Regions from separate parts of the Sus scrofa genome. Here regions 2 and 3 are each linked to region 1. A link is a contact called in public Hi-C and promoter capture Hi-C data. All regions are on one chromosome and are shown on one strand. Each heading gives the region's core, a stretch centred on a gene start, on an enhancer-like site or on the middle of the called end of the contact. The rest is flanking DNA. Distances are from core to core; before and after follow the strand shown. Region 1 holds the start of SEC63 (translocation protein SEC63 homolog). Region 2 holds the start of MICAL1 (F-actin-methionine sulfoxide oxidase MICAL1). Region 3 holds the start of CEP57L1 (centrosomal protein CEP57L1).

The links. Promoter capture Hi-C pulls out the DNA fragments that hold promoters and counts their contacts. Hi-C and Micro-C count contacts between places; a contact is called where the count stands out from the background.
Region 2: a contact with region 1 is called in a Hi-C map of liver, with 5 times the contacts expected there. The contact joins the promoter of MICAL1 here to the promoter of SEC63 in region 1. A contact is called at or near these places in 2 of 47 Hi-C or Micro-C datasets (liver and skeletal muscle) and 1 of 2 datasets of contacts at active chromatin or transcription factors (alveolar macrophages).
Region 3: a promoter capture Hi-C map of liver shows a contact between it and region 1, with 4 times the contacts expected there. The contact joins the promoter of CEP57L1 here to the promoter of SEC63 in region 1. A contact is called at or near these places in 1 of 5 promoter capture datasets (liver) and 2 of 2 datasets of contacts at active chromatin or transcription factors (alveolar macrophages and skeletal muscle).

The regions. Positions count from the first base shown.
Region 1 is chr1:74,075,495-74,080,524 of Sscrofa11.1, forward strand. SEC63 (translocation protein SEC63 homolog) reads right to left here and starts at 3,111. Exons shown (of 21, transcript XM_001925479.7): 1 at 2,792-3,111. The coding sequence starts at 2,915.
Region 2 is chr1:75,520,563-75,525,592 of Sscrofa11.1, forward strand. MICAL1 (F-actin-methionine sulfoxide oxidase MICAL1) reads right to left here and starts at 2,198. Exons shown (of 25, transcript XM_005659375.3): 1 at 1,914-2,198; 2 at 90-391. The coding sequence starts at 347.
Region 3 is chr1:75,168,657-75,173,686 of Sscrofa11.1, forward strand. It overlaps CEP57L1 (centrosomal protein CEP57L1), which reads left to right and starts at 2,337. Exons shown (of 11, transcript XM_021090896.1): 1 at 2,337-2,726. The coding sequence starts at 2,604. SESN1 (sestrin-1) reads right to left here and starts at 1,718. Exons shown (of 10, transcript XM_021090855.1): 1 at 619-1,718. The coding sequence starts at 897.

The sequences.
Region 1 (5,030 bases), core at 1,861-4,360:
AAACCCTTAAGGATCGAAAACAGCACCAATAATCAAACAACAACACTCCAACCTCAAATTTCGACTACTTTTTAAGTGAGATAAATAAAAATTATGTAAGTAGCTTACTATCAGTACAAGTCACCAAATAATTTCTGCAAACACTTGAAAGAATTTTCTTTTTCAGAGATCTGGGTGAACCCATAATTCAAGATTTTTCTTTGATATTCAAGATATTAAAATTGTACCTCAGTAAAAAGTCACTATGAGAAAAACATCCTTTCAATACCACTGTAATTCTATTGTCTTTTTTTTTTTTTTTTTTTTTTTTTGCCATTTCTTGGGCCGCTCCCGCGGCATATGGAGGTTCCCAGGCTAGGAGTCTAATCAGAGCCGTAGCCACCGGCCTACGCCAGAGCCACAGCAACGCCAGATCCAAGCCTCGTCTTCGACTTACACCATAGCTCATGGCAACGCCAGATCCTTAACCCACTGAGCAAGGCCAGGGATCGAACCCGCAACCTCATGGTTCCTAGTCGGATTCGTTAACCACTGCACCACGACGGGAACTCCCAATACCACTGTAATTCTAAAGAAACAATTCAAGTGACTATGATAGATACACAAGAAAAAGTCCAAGCGGTGTACACTAATTTTCATGATAATTAAAAGAGCATTTAAGTATCCACCTTAATTTTCATAATGCAATTTTGGGCAAAACCAAAAAAATACATCAACCTGTGCACTCTCATAGACTAAAGCAAGTCCAACGCAGAGAGCCAGAGGTAAAGAAGGAGCAAATCAACACCTAATCCTGTCTAGCAATATGGAATATACAAAAAGGGCTTAGAAGCTAAGCCGACCAGTCTCCACCACACCACAAAGTTACTTAACTTCTTTAAATTCCAGTTTCTTCATGTAAGGATGGAGATGATAATAATAGTACTGACTTCCTTGTGTTTTTAAGAGGATTAAATAAAGTAATATTTGAAGTCCATAATACATAAATAAGTATTAATTTGCTACCACTCTTCCAAAGACCAACTATATGCTGAAAGGGCTCAAGTATGACTTGTCTATAAGTTATTAGGCAAATTTTGTAATACAAAACCTACCATGAAAATATGATTTTCAAGTTTCAAAAATCCAGTGTGGATTAAAATAATTTCTGAAATCAGAGCAGCTTCTCAAAACACATTCTAACCAAACCTACCTACTCTCCCAATACCTTTGTCTTCCACACAACCAACACACACACACAAATGGGTAGTAAGTGAAAATAAACTACTATATTGAAAAATACACTCTTTTAACCAGAAATAAAATTACCAAAGTAGTCTATGTTTTGCAGATACAGAAAACCATTACGATACTAAGACTACATCACTTATATACAACCACTATCCAAAAAACCCAGACAATTTAAATATACTTAGAAAAAGAAGGCACAACAGCCCAAAATCCAACTATCATAAACTATCCACTGAATAAGAAAGTTTCCAACTTTGGGCACCTAGTGGATAAAATCACTGTCAAATATATAAAAAGATGGAATCGTTTGTTATTACTTATCCTAAATTTAATTTAATTTAGTTCCATTATGTAAATGAAGAATTTTACAGAGCACTGAATGTCTTAAAGCCTAATAAGTTTCTGAGTTGGTTTAATGTTTCCCTGTTAACAATGTCCCCAAAGTACAGTATATCAGCTGGACAACCTAGACCCCACCACCACCACACCCAACTTGAGAGAATGTATTTATTCAAGTTAGCACGCTTTTGTGAATAAGAAAACCTTCCTAAGGTTGTTCTTACTCAAAACCTACTCGTTACTGTTAACGCTACCATAAAACAACCTATTAGGGCCTTGCAGTTCCAGCATCAGTTTTAAGAATATCACCTGCCATACGTCCTAGCGGCGTGCAACAAATGGAATCCAAACAATCCGAACATAAAATGCCTTGAAAAGAATCTATATAATTCTGTGTTCTAATCCAATGTTGTTTAACGTGAAAAGATTTAGAACTAAAAGCAAATGCACCCGCTACCTCACAAATGAACTACCTATAGACTTAATCCTTCCTTCATACTTGCACTTTTTCCGCCATAAACAGGAAACTCCAAAGAAAAGGAAATAGAGAAAAGCCTGGTTTTTTTGTTTTGTTTTTTTGCTAAGGGGAATAACAGCATTGCTCCCAACCCCCGCAGTGTAAGTGAACAAATGAAAAGGCAATAGGGGAAAGGCACGGGGGGAGGGGCGGCTGGCGAGCTCAGTTGGCGTCCTATAGATGCCACCCAGCTCTGACTGTGCCCAAAACATCTGTAACGACAGCTGCAACAGGCAAACGGGGGTGTGGGGGAAAGGGGACCGTGGGCTGAGGGTTCAGAGTGGAGCCTGCTCGCTCGGCTTCCTCCGTAGCCAACTCTCTACTCTCATCTTCCAGTTCCCATCCTCCCTATGCCATCTTGTTCCCTCCATAAAGAAAAATACCCCCATAAAAGCCGAGGAATAGAAGACAAAGAGACTGGACGAGGCTGCCAGGAGCCGCCAGAACAATAGAGGAGAGGGTGCAAAGCGAAACTCCAGAGGAGGACAATGAAGGGGGTGGAGAGGAGCCTGGAGAGGCACGGAGGGAAACACAGCTGAGCCCGGGCGCCGCCAGCGGCTGACGCCTGGACGCGAGGCCGGGCCGCGCGGGCGGTATCACCCCAAGCGCAGCGGACTGGGCTGGGCCGGAGCGGGCAAAAGCCGCGCGGCCCAGAAGAGCCGGAGGGGCCTGCGCAGGTCCACGGCAGCTACCAGCGGGACTCACCGGCATTCTGATCTCGGGGCCAGAGGTAGTATGTGGCCGGGATCACGATGAGCCCCACGAAGGAGGTGAGGAAGTAGAAGAAGGTGTTCCCGCTGTCATCGTACTGGAACTGCTGCCCCGCCATGGCGCCCCCTCCTCCGCCTCCCTCTTCTCACCGCCACCGCCACGACCCCCCTCTGTGCTCCAGCTCCCAGCGCCCCGGCCCGGTGTGGCGTAGCTCCTACGCCGCCGGCGCCGCTCCTCCCCGCCCCCACGCTACTCTCACGGACACGCCGCCGCCACCGCCGCCGCCACCGCCGCTGCCGACTCCCGATCTCGCGAGAAGACAGAGCTCCCGCCCCTCTCGGTTTTTCCCTCCCCTCCACCCCCTCCAGCCTCTCCCTCACACGCTCTCTGAGGGAGACGTGGCGCGCGCAGCCGGAGAATTCCGCGAGGCCCCGCCCTTATCCCTGCCCCCTTAACCTCAGCCCCGCCCTTCGAGTTCCTGTAGCTCCTCCCTTAGAGGCCCGCGGCTGCCTTCCTCTAGAGTCCCTCTCGCTCCCTTCTCGGTTTCCATTCCCCAGGTCGCGCTATGGTCTCGAGGGTCCTATCCCGGGCTTCCCGAACCACGCGTGCGGGGTTCACCTGACTGCGGTCCGGGTCACCGCTGTTCGAAGTATAGCTCAGGCTTCCTTGCCTCACCTGTTCGGCATCCCTACCTCACCCGTCCTGCCTTCTCACTTTTCTGTTTTCCTAGTTAATAACAGTGTTTACTGATATACAATCTCCTGAGGTAGACCGTGATGGAAAACAATATTTTTAAAAGAATTTATATATGACTGAGTCGCTTTGCTGTACAGGGATATTGGCACAATTGTAGATCAACGCGGCTTTAATAAAAAATAAAAACGTAAAAAAGAATATTTCCTTGGGTTAGGATCCAGCTCCTTCAGATCCCGGAAACAAGTGTCAAAACTGAGTGGCTCCAGAGCAGGAAGGAGAGGAGGGATGGTGAGGGGTTTTGTTTTTCTCTGGTTTGTTTGATTGTTGGCAAAGTAATGTGTGCCATTAAAAGACTGCAATCTACATTGCGCCCATTTTGCAGCTGGAGATGCCCCAAAGTAGTAGAGATAGTGACCTACCTATCCCAGAACTGATAATATTTGTAGCATTTTCTTCGGCAGGGGCAGTAGACTAAGACCTTCATTGCTTTAAATCGTTGACTATTTTAAGTCAGTGAACCCCTTGGGATAAATCAAAGGATGTCCTCTCTCCAGATGAGGAAATTGAGTGACTGCCTTAAGTCAGGCACCGTAAAAAAAGGTCTGGAGATTCAAATTCAAACCCAGTCACTCTGACGCCACAAAGCCAGTGCCCACGACCACCGTCTCATCGCGGACCCTTACACTCCCCAGAACTGCTGCCACCCCACCCCACCCCCGCCCCTGCAGAAGGTGGGCAGGACTCAGCTGTTGGAGGAGGGACCGCGGGGGGAGCAGTCGCTCTCCGCAGCCTCTCCCCTCGCTGACTGTGAGATCCCAGAGGCCGGTATCAGCCGAGCTGGGAGCGGGGAGGGCTGGTGCCCTGATATGCGAAGGACCCCACTGTCCCGCGGCAGCCCTGGCAGGGGCCTATCCCAACTTCTCCATCTACCCTCAGGAGACCGAAAGGAAGGGCCCACCCGACTCACAGAGTGGTTGTGAGGATTTATAAAAAGAGCTATAGTAAAAATGCTTTTCAAAAGAAAAATAATGATATAAACAAATACCACATATAACACTATTTTTAAAACATTTTAAGGCTATATAGTCTATTTACTAGGCTCCTTTCAATATACCTGCCATTACTGGAAGAGAAATCTAATCACATCATCTTTTATTTCATGTCCTCAAAAATAGTATTTATCATAATCAGTGATGACTTCCTTCATAATAGATTGTATTCACATATATTCTCTCTTCCCTTTTGGATGTCCATTTTGAAGGGAAATTTCAGAAAATCATTTTCTCTGCATTGCCCTCCTCATTTTTTTTCTGTATAAAGCTTTCAAAGACTATATTAGAAGAGAAGAAGTAAAAGAGACAAGTGAGCAGAAGAGGATTGGACTATGAAGTCAACACAACATTGTGATCACATTGTGACCATCCAGTGCTGATATGCTCAAAACAATTTGCCTTGCTTCAGAAACAAATTAGTCTTAAAATTGGCTCAACTGAAGTGGATAGGATCCTGAAGCTCCTTTTGTTTATGTGGAATTTGC
Region 2 (5,030 bases), core at 948-3,447, 1.4 Mb after region 1:
TGTGAACACACAAGGCAGCATCAGCACGGCATCCGGGCTCCTCCTGACTCCCCTACTCTTCGACCCCATCCCAGGCACTGTGTATCCACCTTGGTGCTGGTGCAGGCTCGACCCTGCTGGTAGACAGGCTGACTGGCTCGCTTGTCCAGCTTGGCCCACAGGGACTTGGCGCTCCAGTAGTTGAGCTGGGCCTTGATCTTGTGGTACTGTGGCAGCCCCCCGCCGGGCTCCAGCTCTAGGGCCCTGCATAGCCCCTGGAAGCTGCTCAGCACATCCTGGCACAGCTGGGCCTGCAGGAAGCTCTCAAAGTGGGCATGTGCTGGGTTGGTGGAGGTAGCTGAGGCCATGGAGACCCCTGGGACTCCCAGGGAGGGGCAGAGGCACGTGGCTGCTGGAGAGAAGGGAGGGAGAGAAGGGAGGAGGCTGGAGAGAGGAGGAAGGGAAAAGGAAGGGGAGAAGAAAGCAATCCGGTACCCCGAGGGAGCTCCGGGTCTCTGCTCCTCTCTGCCAGCTGCTCAGAGACAGCTGCTATCCCTTCCACTCCAAGTGAAATTTGCCAAATTTGGAAATGAAAAATCAGCAGTCCTGGGCCCAGAAGGCCCTTGGAAAGCCAGGGAAGGGAGGTTCCAGCTCAGCCTTCTTGTTCAGGAATCTCCAAGCCCTGCTCCATCTCTGGGGCCCAGGGGACAGGAATTCCTCCTCTGCCTCCTGAGGCCCTGGAAGCAGGTCGTGAGGAACTCCTCGGATGTGGAGCGGGCAGGGTGCCCAGGAGGAGAGCTTTCCTTGCAGAACAGACCGGGATGACTCTAATACTTGCCATCCCAGCTGCTAGGCACACATTCCGCCCCATTTCACCCCATGCCGCCCTGAGCCTGGGGCCCCTCAATGTACGCAGTGCCACGCTGCTTGTGGAGTGTGTCACATGCCGGGGGAAAGTTTTGCACTTTAGCGCTTGTGATTGCTTCCTGGGGGGAGGAGACAGTCTCCTCCGGAGGTTCCACTTCCCATCACCAAAACTACCTTAACCAACAGCAGAGGATGTTGCATCTGACTGAGTGACACACAACTGGATCTATTTCTGACTCACTGTGGTCAAAATACTTCCCCTGACTTGCCACCGCTCACAGCCGAGATGGTTGAGGGATTTGCGGGGGCGCGGGGTGGGGGAGCGCAAGGCAGCAGGGTTGGTCCCTCCCAGCTTCCTCCCACCCCCATCCATGCCCTGCCCCATCCCTCCAGGCTCTCCCAGGAATTCCGAAGACAAGGCCTCCCTTTGTCCCCTTCTCTCTCGTTTAGGTCCCCACGCAACTTGAGGGGTGTTAGAGAGGGCTTTCTCACGCAGGGATCAGGAGGAATCGGAGGGAGCGGGGGACATGGTTGCCCACAGGGGAGTTAGGTAAGGAAGGTGGGTGGCACTGATGGGGGTTATGTCCTTGGGCTGATCCCCCTGACCCTGCTCGGCCGCCACACCCGTCCCAGTCTCCGCGGGCCAGGCTCAGGCAGAAGGAGATTAAAATCTCTGCCGCAGGTCACCTGGACGAGGGCGGACGGGACGTCAGGAAGACCAAAGGTCTCTCTTGGGGGTGTCAGACACAGCAAAGGTCTCTCTTCCCCTCAGAGAAGTGGGGAGAGGGGCGTCCCAACCTGGAAACGCCAGGACAAAGGATGTGGGAGGGATGGAGCGGTCTGGAAGGATGGAGAGGGAGCAGGACCACTGGCGGCGGGAGGGCGGGGATATTCCCACTCTGGACCGTAAAGTCGGGACAGAGGCTGAAAAGGGCGGGGGTGCAGAGAGACGGGCCGGACCGGGCCGGCGGGATTCCCGAGCGCCGGGAGCCTTATTTCCCCAGAAGCGCACCCCTACCCCTGTGCCGGGCCCCCGCAGGCAGCGGGCGCGCAGCTGGAGCACTTACCGGGGGCTCGGGAGCCCGGAGGGGGCCGCTTCCTGCCCAGCGGGTGTCCCAGTCGGGGCGGGTGGGGGGCCGGGGACGGAGAGAAGGCGGTAGTGGAGGTGGAGCGGCGCGGACCAAAAGCCGCGACTGCAGGACTGCACCCCGGCAGCGCGGGGCCGTGGATTCAGTCTGGGTGTGAGCTTCCGCACGGGACGCGCAACCCGCGGAGGCTTTATTCGCGCCTCATTAGCATCTCATTACCCGGCGATCTGCAGCTGCGGGCAGCCCGGGCCCGCCCACGCCTGCAGGGCGTGGCTGGAGGGCGTGGCGCCGCTGACGCGGCGTTCCGTTCCGTTCTCGGGCCCGAGACCCGGGCCTGGCCCGGCCGATAAGCCGGGGATCCGAGGCGCCCGGATCCCGACGGCGCACCAGCGGCCTTAGGCGCCATCCTGGAGCGTTGCCTGCGCCGGCAAAGTTAGCCCTTCCCGGGTGGGCGAGGCCACCCACCCTTGCTCCGTACCTACTCCTCGGCTGTCTCCGAGCACTGGGCGGAGAGGGCGCTCGGGCTGAGCGAGAAGTTTGCCGAAGTTGTTGAGACCATAGGCACGTCTGCATCTCTTCACCTCTCCTACCAGGAGATGCACGGCCAGCCCGGGCGCCCCACGATGAACCCACGCTCGGGGGCCGTCTCCCCTACAACTAGTTTGCCGCTAGACCCCGGCTGCGGGCAACGGGCACGGATTCAAGTTCCGGGAACTCGGCAGTTGTAGCTTCCACAGCGGCAGAAGTGAGAGGGCCAGAGGGTCTTGGGGTGGAGACGGCGGTGTTAGACCATTACTACGAAAGGCGGAAGTGGGAGGGGTGTGTGGGTGAAAGGCTAGTTCCCCAGTAGGTAAGAATGCCATGGAGAAAGGACACACGGAACTGTCGGTGATGAAAAGAGACCTTTGGGATCAACTTCCTCGTATTCCTCATAAGCAAACAGCGCCAAAGTGAAGACACTCTTTCAAGGTCATACCATTAGTTAATAAAACATGAGTCCTCATTTAATAAACATCTACTATGAATGTTATCTTGATCACGAGAGTCCCATTTTACTGAAGAAGAAACCGAGGTCACAGAGGTTCTGTGATCCACAACAAGTTAGCCAGCAAGCGGCACAGCTGGTACGGGACTCACGCCTATCTGGAATCCAGTGTTGACCCAACGTGGCAAGTGAAAGGCTGGCATCATAAGAAGCTGGGTTTCTTGTTTAGAGCAAGTGACACTGTTACACTAATGAAACAGGAATGAATGGGAGGGTCCTTTCCTTGAGATCCAGGGACTGGAAAGAGCTGGGTCCCTATGGCTCTCTCCTTATCTTTATTCTTACTTTGCATTTCATCTGGAAACTCTCTGAGACCCAGTAAGATTTGTTATACTCACTGTTCCCAGATTGAGCTGAGAAGCAAGCGAGAAGGGGAAAAGCCCGCTCTCTGCCAGGAGCGGCAGGGAATTCAGCCAGGTCAGGCTCAGGAAACTGGAGCCCGTCCTAGCTCATGAGTGTGACTAGTCACTTGGCTTGAAATCAATTTGCCAAATATCAGACACACCCATACTTAAATACATAGCATAAGAAGGGTTTTAAAGTCCATTCTAAATGGGTTTACCAGGCTTTCATGCCATTTCTCTTTCATTAGTGAATAACCAGCTGCTCCGACTTAGTGCCTTTGCAAAGGCCCAGCAGGGTCTGCCTCTTAACTCAATGACTTGCCCTCTCAGCCAAACCAGGTCACATGGCTTTCGGAATGACAGATGCTAAAATGTGTCTTTAAAAAAGATCACAGAACAGGAGTTCCCGTCGTGGCGCAGTGGTTAACGAATCCGACTAGGAACCATGAGGTTGCGGGTTTGGTACCTGCCCTTGCTCAGTGGGTTAACGATCCAGCGTTGCTGTGAGCTGTGGTGTAGGTTGCAGACGCGGCTTGGATCCCACGTTGCTGTGGCTCTGGCATAGGCTGGCAGCTACAGCTCCGATTCGACCCCTAGCCTGGGAACCTCCATATGCCGCAGGAGCGGCCCAAGAAATGGCAAAAAGACCAAAAAAAAAAAAAAAAAAAAAAAGATCACAGAACAATAATGACTTCTTCAGTGCTTAAAAAAACTGCTGACTTGGAGTTTCACTTTATGTTAATTAAAACTACACAGTGGAGCAAAAAGAGTAGGGTATATTGGTTTGTAATCTAGACGATCTGGTCAGATTCCAGCTTTGCTGCACATGAACTTAGTGTAACCTTGAAAAGTCACCAACCACCATGCTTTAGTCTTATCTCTAAATAGAGGCAGTTTAATTACTCAACCTCTTCAACTCATTTTGATTCTAAATTCCTATTACTCAATGTCGGTGACTCTAAGAAATGTACAGTTCAGAAGGCCCAAAGCAAGTTCTATTTAGAATTTCTTCAAAGAGAGAGAGAAAAAAAAAATGGCCTCTAATAAAGCTAAATGAATAATTGTCTACAAGTATTTCTCTTCTTAATTAGAATCTTATCTGAATCATGAGCCATATTACATGTGTATATGAAACTAAAAACACGGGCACAAACACTGGCTAATTCACACTGGATCAAATAATTGGGAAGTCAGTTTTAAAAGAATCCCATTCTAGTGTTTTTGCAAATAATCATGCCAGCAGTGGCCTAGGTTTAAAAACTTGAGCCTTTAAGACAGGATCCCTTTCTTCTAATCCACACCATATTTTTGTCTTCCTGCAGTGCCATCCTGACCTCACCTAGAGCCTGGAGTCAGAAACTAGATCCCTAGCAATGCAGGTGACAGTTCTAAGCCACCCTATATATGGCCTTCCTGTAGGTCAGTGTGTTCAAACACCACACACACAGTCCTGGGTCAGGAGCTGTGGCTGCATTGTGACTAGGCAGACACAGCTCTTGATCTAAAAATAATTACCTGTTGAGTCCAAAGTGTGAGTGCTGTAGACAGATATAAAAGGGTGGCCTGATTGAGATTAGAGGGTCTGAGGGGATTAGAGGGTGAGGAAGTGACACTTGCACTGGATTCTGACAGATGAGCAGACATTAGTCAGGGAGAAGAGGCAGACACCTTTCATGCCTGAGAAACTGCCTGCCTCAAAACCTAAGG
Region 3 (5,030 bases), core at 1,087-3,586, 1.1 Mb after region 1:
ACGTTTCTATCATTTATTCAACCTGGGTCCAACTTTTCAATCTGCAGATGTCAGCTCTTTTATAACTTTTATTATTTAATTCTTCCTTTGAGAAAAGAAAGGTTGCATTTAGGGAAGAGATTCTGGTTTTGTTTTGTTTTTAAGAACAAGAGAAAATTGTTTCACCAGTTATCTTGAACAACCTGACTAGGAAACATTTAATATGCTTTATCATTTTAAAGGCCTTTAAATGTGAAACTTTCCACACAAAACATTGTCTGTAACAATGTGAAAAGCATACTGGCTACACTTCCCAACAGCCTGTAAAAATGAATATAAGGAAAAGCAAGTATTTACTTGCAATTAACTGTAACTTTCACATGTTTTTCTCAGGAGGAATGCATTTTCTGCCAAAACTCTCTGCAAAGACAATACTTGTTTACCTGTACTTGAAAATTACTTTTACCTTAGTTCATCTTGTCCAATTTTAACCCCAAATTCAATGTTTTATAGACCACTTAATTTAAGATGCTGAGTGGTTCAAATTATAACAGCCTATTTGAAGCCAATACAAAATGAATAACTGCAAACAAAACACTGTACTAGAAACACAATTGTACTTAAAATGCGCTTCCTTACCTGGACGCTCTTCAGAATAAACTCACTTTTCTCTCTTACATCTTTAAAGGGACACCTCTTAGAAAGCATAAGCAGATGAGCAAGAAGCTTATTCAACCCATCCAAAGAAATGGCATTTGAAAGGCCTTCTGATGGACGATAAGGTGTCTCTTTCACCAAACGAAGACACTCGGTTTTTCTCACGATGATTTGCCTAATGTTTTCCAGTGCGGTCTCTCTAGTAGTTGAATCTCTACTGCACAGTCCATCCCATCTCACTTCATTCTCTCCTTCAGCCATGACAACTGGAGTTTTTTTTCCTGCCCTCTTCAATCTTTCAGCATGTCCACCACAGCACTTCGTATTTTTAAAACGAGAAATGTAAGAAATAAATCAGAAAAATCGAATCGTCACGAAAACATAAGCCTGGGTGACATTGGTACCAGAAATGTCTTCGATCTACCAGACAGAGCTCGCCCTCTCCTTCTACCCGGAGTAGCAGTCTTCTAGTCAGACAAAAAAAAAAAAAAAAAAAAAAAAAGTTGGAAAGTTGAAACCTTACAGAGCTGGCTTTGCTGGACAGTGTCGGGGAAGTGTTCCTCTCCGTCTCTCGGGGTCAGCGGATATCCTCAAGCCGTGGAGCTGTCAAATCCGTGCTCTGCCCCAAAAGGCTGGATACAGTTGAACGCTCTGCAGCCACTCGGTGTTTTTTGTCCGTGCAGCCACGGTGTTCTCGGGAGCGTTCCCACCCCGCCCCTCCTCCGGCACCAGTCCCCGCCCTCCGCAGCTCCTCCCGCCCGGCCGGGCGCTGGCTGGAAAGGCTCGCCGAACCCTGGCTCGCTGGACGCCGCGGCTAGAGACCCTGGCGCTCCCCAGGGGCTGCAGTCTCGTGCAGCCTCTGTCTCGGTGGTGGCGTTGGAGGAACGCGTCTCTGGCTCTGCGGATTCAGAATCCACGGGCTGACGCTGCTTCTCTTCCAATCCCGGTATCCTCGCCCACTGCCGGCCAACCCAAACCGGCACAGGGCAGCCCAGCAATCCCCGATCGCGGGGCTGGGCCGCGAAGCTGGCGGAGCGGCAGGGCCCCAGGCGCAGAACCCGCCCCTTCGCCCAGCCCCATCGATGGGGCTCGGCCCAGAGGGCGGGAGCGGGGAGGGGAGACGGGGTCCTCACCCCCAGCCCCTCCCCTTTCTCCGCCCGGCACAAGCCAGGAGCCGCCCCTGCCCCTGCCCCTGCGCCCTCTTCCCCGCCCAAGCAGACGCGACCCGCTGAGGCAAAGCCATCGGAAAAAGCCCCGCCCTCCAACAAGCTACCTCCGGACCCCGAGCCCGCGAGCGGCCGCCAACCGCTGACGGCTGCTACGCATGCGTAACGGTGGGCCGGGCGCATGCGCCTTAAGAGGCACCGAATCTGCTCGGGGGGCGTTTTTTTTTTTTGTTTTTTGGTTTTTTTGGTTTTTTTTTGCCTTGACGTTCGGCTTCTTTGGGCTGAACGGGGGTAACGAAAAGTTGAAATACGCCGAAATTATCACACACGAGACAAGAACCGCAAATAAGGAGGGCACAGATAAACTCCTGGAAGAACTCGAATCAAAATTTAAAATCAGAGGAAAAAATAGAAACTCTTTATTGCGCCAAACACCAGATTTAAGAAGGCAGGGCGTCCTCGCATTGACTTCTGGGAAGTGTAGTTCTGGTGCTGTAGGCGCGTTCTGTTTGAGACAGAAACTACAGCTCCCGGGAGCCACTGCGACGTTGCCTGTGGCTCCCTGCGAGCCAACGGCTAGCGCTGCCGGAGATTTGACTGAGAGATTTGGCTTGGTGAGCACTGTGGGCTTGGCTGACACTTTTCCTTTGACAGTATTTTTCCTTCCTCCATTTCCTGTGGGATTTTAGAAAGGAAGCCGTCTCCTTAGAGCTGTACTCCTTAGTCCAGGGACTATCAGTAATCTACGTGGGAAGAACTAGTCCGAGTGCCCAAGACCGCGGGCGCGTTGAGAGGACATGGATGGTCGGAAAGAGCTGCATAAGGTCAGGCAAGAGGGATGCTGTGGAAACTAGTGCTCCGCGGTGCTACCTCTGCTTCTGCTCTGTCAGGTGGGCTCACGCGGGATGGACTCAGTATCCCTGTGTAAGTGCACCTTTGTTTGCCATTGCATAGGATTGTTTGAGGCTTTATTTGCGCAGAAGAAATCCTGTGCCACACTTTGAAAGAGAGTTGTCAAATCCTTTTTGTACAAAACTGAAGGGAAAAGAATCCCTCGTGTTCCTAGATATGAATATTTGCAGGCTTTAAGAATACCATATGGAAAAAAGACTTATAAAAATCTCTAAAATTTAGTAATTTTAAAAGATTAAATAATTTGTTTGCATATTGCTGTTTGAAGTCATTCTTCTTGAGAAAAGTTGAGGTTTGAAGGGCTATCACTGGACTGATAACAAATTAGTTTTAATTTTTCATGTTGCACAATACATGCGTTTCTAAAACTTAGTTTCTAAAAACCAAGTACTGGACAAGTGGAAAACGCACAGTTCCCATCTAGTTAAACTAATGGTTAAACATTATACAATACATATATAAAGTACAGTACACACATTAAACATACAGTACTATATGATATTATTAGGATGGCTAGAAAGATCACTTAGGCCGGTCTTGGAAAGTCAGGGAAATCTTCATCTCAGGGAAAGAGGGTCAAAAGAACAGCATATGGTGAGGCCAAGAGTGAGGGAGATAGTAATTTCAGGAAACTGCAATAAGCCAAAATCATATACATTTCAGGAGGAATAGCTTTTTGTGTTTTGATGTACAATACAGCAAAGAGAAAAGAGTAAAGAGCAGAAAAGAGAAACGTACTATGAATTTTCCAGATAGTTTCTGAAAGTGACCTATCCTTGAACAGAGTTCTGATGAATTGGTTTAATTTGGAAAGCCTAGAACATTCTAATGTTGCTTGTTTAAATCAGAATTTTAAAAAATGAGAACTTCCTTCTTATGAGTATGATTTCAGAAAACAAAGCCACTCCTTCTTGTGTCTTTTGGGGTGGGGGGAGGCTCATCTTCCTTTGTCCAACCCACAAAGGATAGGGTAGTTTCTTAAGTGTGGGTCTCCTTTTTACTTTGTGATTGAGTATGATCTCATTCATAGCCATGGTTTCACCACCACCTATGACTTAAATGTATAATTTCATCCAACTTCACCTTTTAGCTTTGTTTCACCACCACCTATGACTTAAATGTATAATTTCATCCAGCTTCACCTTTTAGCTTTCTTATGCCCATCTCTATGGTGTTTCTTCTTGGATATCTCAAAAGCACCTCAGACTTAACATGCCTAAAACCAAATGAACAGTATCTTTTATGAATCTGATTATTTCCCAGTGTTCCCTATTTCACTTAGGGCACTGCCATGCACTTGTGAAAATTTGAAACCTATGCATTATCCTTGATTTCCTAATGTCCTTCATACCTCTGTAGCCAAATTATTTTTAAGTACTCTCAATTTTGTCTCCCAAATATCCCTCAAATCCATCCTTTGCCTCCATCTACATAAGCACAGTCTTTTCTAAACTGCCATAAACTCTTGCCAGGAATGGTGAAATAGTGATTATTCACTCTGGCCTTTCTCCATTAGTTCTCCACACAGCAGCCAGAATCATCTTTTCAAAATGCAAATCCATTCAGATTCACATTTTCACTTAAAACCATTCAGTGTGTGTCCTACTTTTAAAGGCAAAATTTCTTTACAAATGTCATCTTATGTCATCTGGTCCCTTCCACCTCTCCAGCCTCACTTAGTACACCACTGTCCACCTATCTGTGGAGACCTTTCTTCAGTTACTGGCTCTTATATTCCTTTTTATCCATTTGTTCACTGAACAAATATCTTATCAAATACCTACTGTATAAGGGGACATTGAGGATATACTATTGAGCACAATGTATGAAAGTTTTTACTCTCATAGGTCTTCCATTGTGCTAAGGAGAGATAGACAATAAATATGTGGCATATATAGTAAGTGAAGACAAATGCTGCAGAGAAAAATAAGAACCAGCGGGGAAAGGGAATGTGGAGTGGCAAGTTTTAGGGGCAAGATTCTCTTTTAAATAAGGTCAGAGAAGGCCTAATCAAGAAGGGAACATATGAGGGATCTGAAGGAGGGGAAAGAGTAAATGTGCAGGTGCCTGGAGGAGAAACATGTCTGTGAAGAGAACAGCCAGTGCAAAAGCCTCTGGGTGCCCACATTTAACAAATAGCAGTGTGGCAGGAGATGAGAATAACATGAGATCACAGAGGAAGGAGGTCCTGTAGGTGATTGAAGGAACAATTTTTTTTTTCTTTTTTTCTTTTGCTTTTTAGGGCCGAACTTGGGGCATATGGAAGTTCTCAGGCTAAGGGATAAATGGGAGCTGCAGCTGCTGACCTGCGCCACA